2 separate regions of the Rattus norvegicus genome follow, and region 1 is linked to region 2. A link is a contact called in public Hi-C data. All regions are on one chromosome and are shown on one strand. Each heading gives the region's core, a stretch centred on a gene start, on an enhancer-like site or on the middle of the called end of the contact. The rest is flanking DNA. Distances are from core to core; before and after follow the strand shown.

Region 1 (5,670 bases), core at 1,283-3,782, 120 kb before region 2:
GTTTTCCACTCATGCAAATTGCTCTCTGACTTTGAGCACCCACATGGGCGGGAGCTGCGCTTTCGTCTGCTCAGTTGGGGAAGGAGGGGACAGACATCATAGGGTTTTTTTTTTCTCCTCCTAGCCAATATAGGCTATAGCCTTCCTCTAATCAACAGGTTCACAAATGCTATCTGAGAAGCAGAAATGAATTTGTAAGGGGCTCTGCCGGCCTTGTGGAATTCGAGCCGAGATACTGCTTTCTTTTCAGTTCAGTTAATCCAAATGAGCTGAGTCTCCTTTCTATAGGGAAGGGCAAAACAAAACAAAAACCCAGCGCAGCCAAAGCAAAGCGTTCTTACTGCCAAAATGAGGCTCCAAAAATAGTTCGGGTCATTGGCATCACGCGAGAAATAGCATTTATATAATCTCCCTCTTGCAAGAGAACTTGAAAGTGATTTCCTTACATTATATGCGAAGAATATGCAGGGTTTATTTCACCTACTTTTGTGTGGGAAACTTGTTTGTTGGTGGTTTTCCTCGCTCTGCTTAAGTTATCTGAGCTCCTGTACCCTGAATAGGAAGTGTGTGAGCAGTGGCTCCATCTGGAGGCTGGGAGGAAGCGTCAACTTGAAATGTGCCTTCAGCTCTGCTTATTGGCTTTCATGGTATTGCAATGTATCGGGAGATCAAGATCCCCAGTTTGTACAAAGGGCACAGAGACCCAGTGAACCATCTGTGACCTTGGCTACAGAAGAAGACAGTGTAATTCAAGGACAGAACCATGCCTATGCTTGGGGCTTTGTGATTGTTAAAGGGAGCAAAATCAGTCTTGCCAGGCAGGGGTGGAGGGAAGGCGGGATGGGGCAGCCTACCGTGGAAGTCTTGAGCACCTTAGGGTGTGGCTTGAGGTTAGAGATGTGAGGAGTGCAGAGGACTTAGGACCGCGTCGTGAAGGAGTCCAATGAGCATCCAGGGCTATGCTCTGGAGTCAGCTCATAACCCTTCAGAGCCAGTGTGGGGGGCCGTGATGCCAGTCCAGGAGCTGTGTTTCCGTTGTTGGGATCCATGTGCCCCACACATGGCTGTAGTCAGATCCCGTGCCTTTGTGCTCCATTTCAGGGATTTAGGAACGGAGAGGTATCTCCTCGCCTTCCTTTTTCCTGTCCCCACACCTCTACAGGCATCACTTTCTTTATGCATCCTGAAAACATGCCTTGCCCCTCTCTCTGACTACTCTGTCTTTGGCTCTCGTTCTCCTAGCACTTGTCCTTGAAGTGGCAAAACTCTTTTCTTGACCTTCAGGCTTTGCTTCCTCTGGCTTATCCTTCATCTGCTGTCAGAGGAGCAGTTCAGGAGGCTGGGCTGTCCATGCCGTTTCCCTGTGCAGCAGCTGCCTGTGGCCCTTCTTCCCTAGAGGAAAGCCTAAATAAGGGCTTTCAGCATGGGTACTGCATGTGTCTGCCTCCCCACATGCCCAGGTTTAGCTACTCCAAATAGGGCTTACCATGCACTGTGTCGGCACGGTCTTTTTTTTTTTTTTTTGGTTCTTTTTTTTTTTTTTCCCGGAGCTGGGGACCGAACCCAGGGCCTTGCGCTTCCTAGGCAAGCGCTCTACCACTGAGCTAAATCCCCAACCCCCGGCACGGTCTTTTTACTCTTTTTACGTGAGCTGTGCCCTCCACTTGGAGCTCTCTGCCTTTCCACACTCCGCACATCCATCCCGACACCAGCAGACATCTGTAGACCTGACAGCTAATTCCTTCCTCCCCACCTAGAACGCTGAGCTGTATTTCCCTCCTTCTGTTCCCATAATACTCCCCATCTCCTCTGTCCCTATGGCCCAGCGCCTCGCTGGTATTGTTTTTACTTGTCCATCATGTCATTAGTACATGGGCGCTCTTCCCAATCCCCAGCTCTGTGCCAGACTCATGGCGGGTCCTCAGCAAGTGTGTGTGTGTGTGTGTGTGTGTGTGGGAGTAAATGGAGAGAGCCCAAAGGAAGGAACCCAGAGCAGCAGCCCAAGCCACCTTCATTTGTCCCAGTGATCATGCTGTTTCCAGAGTGGGCCTCCTTTCTCCTGAGGGTGGCACTAAGCTTACTGGAGGAAGCAACCAGGGGAAAACTCATTTGAGTATATAGCCACCACACCTCCCTCCTCCGTGTCCCAGGAGGAAATGATATTTCCATACATCCTAAACATCCGCCTCCTTCAGCATCTGCGGAAGCTCGGTGGAATAATGAAAGATAATCAGCAATGGGCTGAAATTGCCTCTCCTTTGGCAAGGTTTTTCTGCTTTCTTTTTTTCCCTTAACTACTGTCATGGCATAGTTTATGGGGGTTTGTATATGGGCTAGAGCTTTGCTTCTTCATCCAAGGTGATTGGGAGGGAAGGTTACGTGTGTACAGTGTGTGTGCCTCTTGCTTTTCATGGCTGTGTTCAGATCCTGCAAAAATGGTGGCCCAGTGAAGCTGGCATCGTGTAAACATGGCAAGAGGGAACCTGATGTACTGGTCCAGGGCTCCACACGCCCTTCCCAGGGGAGCTTCTTGGAAGAAGCACTGGCAGGAGCTGGCCAGGCCGGAGGCAGTCTCTCTATTAGCTTCGTGCTCGGTTATGTGTCATCAGAGCCATTAAGGGCCATTAAGAGCCTTGGTTTCTGGTCCCAGCTCTGTTGCCAACTGGCTGAGTGGCCTTGGGCAGGCTGCATGGCTTCTGGGGTCTGGATAGCATTCTTCTATCAAAAGAGGGTTTGGATGTCATCTCTGGGTGTCTGATAGAACTTCAAGAGGAAGAATGAGTTCCTTGGAGAAGTGAGGCAGGCAGGGAGGTGAGGAGAGCTGGGGCTGCCAGGAGCAAGTGCTGTGAAGGTGGAAGGGGCACAGGATAAAGGAGAGCAGGTCTACCTGGCAGGAAAGACGCGTCCCTGAACTTGAGCCAAATGCCTCTGGACTTCCAAGCATGAACTTTGGAATTCCAAATTGGCCAGAAAATCTCATGGCGCGGGCCCAGTGAGGCCAGTTGGTACCACGCCCATAGGTTCTTCCAGAGCTGCTGTGGCTTATAAGCCCCGAAGGGCCCAGCCCGCTCTGGCGCCTCTTCTTTCAGCTCTTAAACCATTCCCCTTGCCTCTTCCCTAATGCGTGAAGCACCCCACAGTATCCTGAAAAGCCTGCCACATGCCGGAAACTGAGCCAGTTACTGCCAGCACGTAGTCCCGTCTGCCTTCATTATCACCCAACATTGTGTTCACCTTATATGCTTGGGATGGGGAAGGCAGGGGGAGTTGGAGCCAGAACTCTGGGCGGGGTTGGCTTCTGTTCTGTGATAGACCCATTCTGCAGATGGCAGGTGGTGAAGCCTCTTATAAGAAACAGGACTTTGAGAAGAAAATCAACAAGCGAATCTTCTTGCAAGGCCAAGCATTTTTTGAGGGGAGTGGGCAAACGGGCATTGTTTTGGGAAGAAAGAGGAACTGGATGAGCAGATGGGTACAGCAGGAGCGATTCGAATGCCCAGCGGGCGGAAGGTCAGGAACACGTTGTGTTGCCTTGAAATCTAAATGGTGGTACCCTGAACATCCACTTCTGGGACACAAGTATGTATGTGTCAGACCAATGGCAAGTTGGGCAGAAAGATGGAGGACCTTGAAGATCCTTAGGCAAGCTCTCTTCCTGATAACTGCTAAGAGTGTAGCTTGGAGGTGGAGCCCTGCATGCCCAAGGTCCCATAGAGTCCATCGCTAGCACAAGAAAAGGCACCGAACAAAACCAGCTCCTAGTAGGGAGTCACCCTGCTGACCATGGAGCATTAACGTTGAAACTGCCTGGCACTCTGTAACTCCTAGTCCTTTATCTTGCTTGTTTAGAATATCCAGCAACAGACACTAGAGATCTCTCTTTTGTTCTCCTAAACTCAGTATGTTTAGGACTATTGTCGACACCTGAGGAAGTTTGCCAAGTAAATTAGGCCAAAAGGCTCATTTGGCGGGGAGCTTCTGTTCAGCTTCAGATCCCCTAGAGGTACCCTCTCATTAGAGCCTGGAGAGTTTGGAGGCCTTTGACAGCCACCCTCCCTCCTCCAGGATGGCCTTTGCAGGGGAGAAAAACCAGGAGCACGGTTGAGGTGCATTGGGCTCACTCCAGTGTCCTGGTTCTCCAAGGCAAAGAGACAGTGCTAGTATTTGGAATAGAACCCCAGGCTCAGGTGTCACGATGTCTCAGGTCCAGGACGACCGCGATCTTTGAGAGCAGCCCTTGGTGCTCAGTTTCTGCGGGACAGAGGTGGGCACATTCCTCAGAGCTTTGGTAAATGTTTCGATCTGCTCCTGTTTCTCAATTCCAATCTTCCTGATTGTTCTGAGAGGATGATATGCCTTGTGGGGAAGGGGGTGGGGCTGCATTCTTCTGTCTCCACTACCTACTGTCCTTTTCTTCCCCCTTCTTTTAGCCAAAGGCAGCAGCTTAGTACTTGGAGCCGGTCACTTAGAAGGGCTCAGACTCTTTGGAGCCAATGTGCAAGTTGGCAGTCTCCACAGAGCACCTGGCCAAAGTGCCCAGGGAGGGGTAGATGGGAGGTACCACGCTGCCCCTTGTGGGCTATGTGCTCATAGCTTGTAGTGGCAGTAGGACGAAGGGTTTCTGGGATCTGAGAGGAGTCTTCTGATTTATGTTCCTCTCATGTAGGGCCCTTAACCTCTCTCTTCTGTTTTCTCTCTGTATTCTGAGGGTTGGTTGAGGCTCAGAGTGCGTGTTTAGGCAGAGTACCATGTAGGGGAGTTAAGAGAAGGCAGGTACCATGAGGTCCCAGGACATTGTCCTCCGTGGCTACAGGACAGCATGTGAGTAGCCCTGTGTCACTGGAAGCTTCCAGTGCAGCTGAGGTGACAACATGCAGCCAGGCCAACACTTAGACCACAGAAACAGTCAGCCTAGGGACCAGGGCCCATGGCTGGTTCTAACGCATACTGAATGTCGATGTGACACAGTCGTAATACAGACTCCAGTAGCCAGAGGGTCTCAGCACTTTTCATGGGTGAGGGGTGCACCTTGGGAGGAACAAGAGACAGATGGCACTGGTTTGGGGTCCATGCTGTCACAGAAGATGTATATGGGTAGAAGCAGAGACCTTCTCCCTTCCAACTTGAGAGCCACTAAAGACCACAGCAGACGGCAAGCCAGCACCGGGGCAATGGCGGCGGTGATTGTTTTTGCTACACCTCTGGTGGCATATGGCGCCAGTTTTCTGTTTGCCCCTGTTCAGCATCTCTGGCCCGACAGCTTTGCCCCTGTCCTCTCCCTCTGTGATGAACCACAGAGCTGGCCAAAGGAAGAACCGTGCTCTGAAAGTCACCAGTTTTCTCTTTTTAAACTCTCCTGGCGTGCAGTATTCATGTTATAATTTGCTCTTGATACCACCTGAATCAGTTGTGATTAAAGGTTTTTCTTCTCCCGCCCCCACCCCAGGTTTGCTCACATTAACGCAGATGAAAAGAGATAGTTCTGCTGTATAATGTTCGGAGTTGCTTAAGTCCTTCATTTGTAATTCTCCACAGCATTTCCCCAGTAGAGCGAAGCTCCATCCCACGTCAGGGTCTCTAATCCCCGTGGAAAGCTAGTGAAGAATGTCAGAGAAATTCTGCGTGAGCTCTGGAGGTGATGGACAAGTGGAAGTCACAATGATATAAATT
Region 2 (5,135 bases), core at 587-3,086:
TTACCTATAATCCATTTATCAATATTGTTGAAACAGCGCTATAAGAAATCTAGCTCTGAAAGATCTAGTTTGATAGGGGATGATTAATTTAGAGGAAAAACTGAGCTGCCCTGCCAGGAAATAAATTCCAGAAAACACCCCCTCCTGCGTGTATTCAATGCAGGGCTCTGAGGTCTAACCACTATTCTACTCTCCCTCTCCCTTTCCCCCATTAGGAAGTCATTAAGAGTTCAGTGGCCTCCTACACTCCTTCCTGAGAAAACTGCTAAGTCACTCTGTCTTGCCTGTAGCCTCTGCCAGTGAGGCATCAGGAGGAGTATCTATTTCATCAGGGCAGAGCTGGTAGCAGGCCTAGACGAAGTAGAGATAGCACTGTTAGCCAGTGAATTCAGTGGGACTGCACATGCGGGAAGGCTCCAGCTATGGCAAGAGCCAACCATTTAGGTACATCAGTGCCCCACCACCACCCCAGTAAGGCTCTCTACTTGTGATAAGACTCGGCCTCTAAGAGAAAGAGGAGCCCTCTGTCTCAGGTCAGAGTTGTATGACAGAATCCCTGAGTTTGCTCAGCTTTTGAGTCAACATCACTTTCTCAGTCCTGAATGCTAGGGAATCCAAAATGAAGGCACTGGTAGGATGATCGATTGTAAATGGTGACTCCTATAATCAATGTCACGACAGTACTCTGTCCTGACATAGTGGGATAATAGTGGTCTCTCTTGAACCTTCCTTCAAAGAACATGGTCTTAGTTCGGGGTTTATTGCTCTAAAGAGACACCATGACCATGGCAGCTCTTATCAAGTAAAACATTTAACTGGGGCTTGCTTACAGTTCAGGGGTCTAGTCTATTATCAGCAGGGCAGGAAGCATGGCTGTGTACAGGCAGAGATGGTGCTGAAAAAGTAGCTTCAAGTTTTACATGTAGATACTCAGGCCGCAAGAAGAGAGAGTGACACTGGACCTGGCTTGAACTTCTGGAATCACAAAGCCCACCCACAGTGACACATTTCCTCCAACATCACCACACCAACTCCAACAAGGCCCCACCTCCCTATAGCACCATTCCCTGAGTCCATGGGGGCCATTTTCATTCAAACCACCATAAGCATTAATCCCATTTATGAGAGCTGTACTCTTGTGAGCTAATCACCTCACGAAAGCCCCACCTCTAATACAGTACATCTGGTTGGTGGTTAGGATTTCAGTGTGAATTGGAGGAGACTCAAGCATCCAGATCATAGTCATCCCCAAGGCCAGGACTAGATTCCAGGTCTCCTAATTTCCGGAGACCATGAGTGAACTGGCTCCAGTGGTGACCCATAGTTCTCAGTCAGAAGCCATCCATGCAACACCTACCTTTGGGCCTCTGAGGTACAAACACTGACTGGCTGGCAATGGAAAGCATTAAATGCCTTCATCCGCAGCCCTGGCTTGCAGGGTCAGAATGCATGTGGTATGACTTGTGAGAACCTATGGGGTTCAATAATCAATCCCCAGAGCTTGTGCTCGTAATGTGTCAGGAGAGCAGAAACATGTGATGAGAGGCCACTGCTCCCTCTCTTCTGGAAAGCCTAGAGCCTGTCCTAAGTCCACCGCTCAAGTGGCTTTCCACCTGCTGTTTGGTGGAAACAGAAGAAATTCCTCTGGCTTCTGGAATGGCAAAGGTTATTGTCAGGAGCAATGGTGCCCAGAGTTAACAAGAAGGCTGAGGAATGGAACCTGGAAAGCAGACAGGAGCTTAGGGAGCTGAGCCATCAGAGCCCCAGCTCCCAGCCAAGGGGACAGCCCAGGAATGGCCTGGTCAGAGGGCCACTTGGCACCTCTGGCTGCTGGATTGTCCTGCTAATGCCAGAGTAAACGCTGAGCCACCTGCCCATCCTCTGCCCACTGGCTCTAGATGCAGGTCACTGTGAAAGTTTGCATTGGCCTGCCTCCCAGGCAGGGACAGAGTTCACTCAAATGCTAGCTGGCCTGACACCCAGCAGACAGCCACCTCAGAGGCCAACGCAGAGGGCTACCCAGTATGCTGGTAGGAGATTGTGGTGACATCTGTGGAGTAGAATGGTACTGAGCTAGCTCACACGGGGTGGAAGGAGGCAGAGTAAGTCTCTGGAGACAGGGACTGGTGACATGTGTGGGTTATGACTGTACTGAGCTAACCCACGCTGAGTAGAAGGAGGCAGAGTAGGTCTCTCTGGGGACAGGGACAGGAGGTAGCCGAGGAGCCAAGGATGTCACCAAGGATGTTCAAATACAAGAAGGTTACACTCACCTTCACTGTAGTCAGAATCAAGACAGGGGCATGAAGACTGAGGGGGACAGTATTGAGGTGACCTCTTAAATGGGAAATTGCTTCATAGATTGGAGCAGGCCTGTGCCCTCCAGGACTCATCAGAGAGCTCTCAGCACCCCTCAGTTTAGAGTCACCCTAGGTCACCACTCATCATAAATTCTCCACGAAAATTCTATACCTGGGCTTCAGAGTTCAGCTGAGGCTTCATGGTACCTGGTTTCACATAGTCCCTCTGGGTCTTTTAAAGACACACTTCTATACAGTGTCTGTGCTGGGACGACCCCTGCCTCCCCCAGCTGTGGCTTGCTTAGCCAACAGGCAGCCCTCTGTGTAGCTCCTAAACAGCCAATCCCAGAGTAGCTCTGCCCTATATGGTGTTCTCTGGCTCCTGCCCACTGCCTTGGAGGAAGGCAGTACAAGGACTTTAATCTCCTACTGTCAACATCTTTAAGGTAAAGTACATTCAGGGTAAGCTCTCCAAATGTCAGAACCAGATGCAGGCACTGTGATCCATCTTCTATGTGGCATTTACTCTACAGGTTCTTGGGCTTTGGTACCTGGGCTTTGGCGGTCTGGCTGCCCAAATAGGGGTTAATTATAAACATACTAATGGTCACATCCCTAGCTAGGCACGAGGGGTGATCCAGGACCTGGATAGAGACCCTCCCCAGAGACACTCTTCTGTGAGACTAACCATAGCTGATGGTCATTGCTAGCTTCCCTGGAATATCACCCCAGATCTAAGGCCACTGACAGCTTTTTCTTTCTCTGTGTTCAAGGCTACCCCAACTTTGTGGCAACCTATGGCAGAGGCTATCCTGGATTTGCTCCTAGCTATGGCTACCAGTTCCCAGGTAAGTGGCTTAAGCCCTGGAGTTTTGGAAATTTGGGAGGCAGACTGTATCTGGGAAGGGGAGAGGAGCAGACAGATGCTCCAAAAGAGAACATAATTTGCATACCCGTGTGTGCTACGTTCCCTCTGGTCCAGTGTAAGGGTATAGTTGGGGCTATCCAGTGGACTAAAGTGTTTCTTTGATGCTGGTGGCAAAAAGGGAGGAGAGAAGGGATGGAAAGACCCCTCTGTTCGCCTCCTCTCCCCCAAGACTATTCTTGGTCTTCTCCTAAGGGACTAAACTCTTGGCCCAGGGCTTGTCACACCACCATCCCTGCTGCCTGCTGCTGTCCACATCTACCTATCTAATGCCTCCCAGCCTGCCTCCCCTTCTTCCTCTCTCTAACCTGGCCTGACTGCCCTGACATCGGGCTTTCCTGCCGTACGTTGATGAGGTGCTGCAGGAGTCAGACTTGTGCTTTACCCCCTGAATGAGATGTGCAGATTCTCATTGTACTCCGCACAGACAGCAGAGCATGGCATTGACCACACATGCCCTGGTGCTTCAGCTGAGGGAGCAGGTGGGCGTGGTCTGGGGAAACTGGGAAGGATGCTGCAGGAAGGGATGCTTTAGGGGTGTTGTGAGGTAAAGCAGTACAAATGAAAATATATTAGGCTGCCTACTGCCTCACAGTCAGAGACCAGGTGTAAGGAAGTTTGTGCTCCATGGTTCTCTGTAGGAGATGAGGGAGTAGGGGACCACGCTGGGTGACTGGACTTGGGGTTACTCCTGGCAGTTTTCACATCTTTACTTGGAGGCCCAAGAGATGTGATGAGCAGAAAGCTGGCCTGAGGGAGGCTTTCTAAGCCTGAGGTGCAGGAGATTGGAGGAAAAGTCTAACACTGGCCTCAGTTCAGATTTTGAGATGGGAACAGAAGATATGTAAGGCTATATATCCTCTGATTCTGGCCATCACTGGAAACTTAGGCACTTATCCTATCTCTGGTACCAGTTGGACAAGTGGCTATGGCGAGTCACCTGCTTCTGGGCCTCACTTCTCTTACTTGTGATTGGATGTTGGGTAGGACCTTTGAAAGAGGGTGAGTACCTCTCTCTGACTATGGGGTCAGAGGCAGAAGGGAGTTAGAGTTTCAGAAGTTCAAGGTAGAAGGGTGTGTGCAGTAGCTTCTCTGGGACCAGAGTTCAGGCTAGACCTGTTCCTGGGTTATCCCTATTACAGACAGGTACAAATCAGAAGGCACAGAGAAGAAAAAAAGAGTCCAAGCAGTCTTGAGTCCCAGCTTCTAATACTTCGCCATTAGTCAGTGTCTACCTGTCAACTGGGTAACATTGGTCGCTAAAACTTAGATCTGTAGTAATTAAAATTTCGGAGAAAGGGAAAAAAATCGAGTTCTACATTCACACTGGCCACATTCCAGTGGCTTAGCACCCACATGAGGGTGATGGCTGGTCTCAGAGTAGAATGTAGAGTTTTCTATCCCACTAAGGGTTCTGTTGCTCAGTCCTGTTCAAGAGATTTAAAGAAGGCATGTGGTACTGTAGAGGTGTGTGCATGCAGAATTGGAGAAGTAGTTTAGAGATAATGAGGTACATCCCATGCTAAGGCCCCTGTCTCATCTGAGCCAACCCAGGGAGCACCTGGTAGTGTTCTGATTCCATGACTCACCTCCTTGGATCTACCCAAGACAGACAGGCATGCCAGTGTGACCAAGCTGAGGCTGGGCAAGCTGAGGCGGTGTTCCCAGGTGCCTGGTTCCGCCTGAGAAGTCAAAGCTTCAACAGGGAGTAGGTACAGTGTCTATGCCTAGAGATCCTCGTCATCATGACCAACTCAACTGTGGCCAATCACAAGGGTTAAACGAGGCAAAATCAGCCTTGAGGACAGACAGACCCACAGGGTGAGCAGTCCATTCTCAGCCACCAATGTCTGTTTCCCATCCATTGTTGTCACACTTTGAAACCTCCTGGGTTCTTTTACCTCATGGTC

The links. A called contact is a pair of places that touch in the nucleus more often than the background predicts.
Region 1: a Hi-C map of kidney shows a contact between it and region 2, with 1.8 times the contacts expected there. The contact joins two enhancer-like sites. A contact is called at or near these places in 2 of 12 Hi-C or Micro-C datasets (kidney and liver).

What each region holds. Positions count from the first base shown.
Region 1 is chr10:73,803,558-73,809,227 of GRCr8, reverse strand. All of the region lies in intron 6 of Msi2 (musashi RNA-binding protein 2), which reads left to right. Among named protein-coding and RNA genes, the nearest start is that of Msi2, 200 kb to the left of the region's middle. Within about 2 kb of position 2,532, at least 7 of the 93 cell types and tissues checked have an H3K27ac peak or open chromatin away from gene starts, as enhancers often do. A contact at or near this core is called in kidney, where this site is marked.
Region 2 is chr10:73,681,257-73,686,391 of GRCr8, reverse strand. It overlaps Msi2 (musashi RNA-binding protein 2), which reads left to right. Exons shown (of 12, transcript XM_039087672.2): 10 at 3,074-3,148. Among named protein-coding and RNA genes, the nearest start is that of Ccdc182, 96 kb to the right of the region's middle. Within about 2 kb of position 1,836, at least 8 of the 93 cell types and tissues checked have an H3K27ac peak or open chromatin away from gene starts, as enhancers often do. A contact at or near this core is called in kidney, where this site is marked.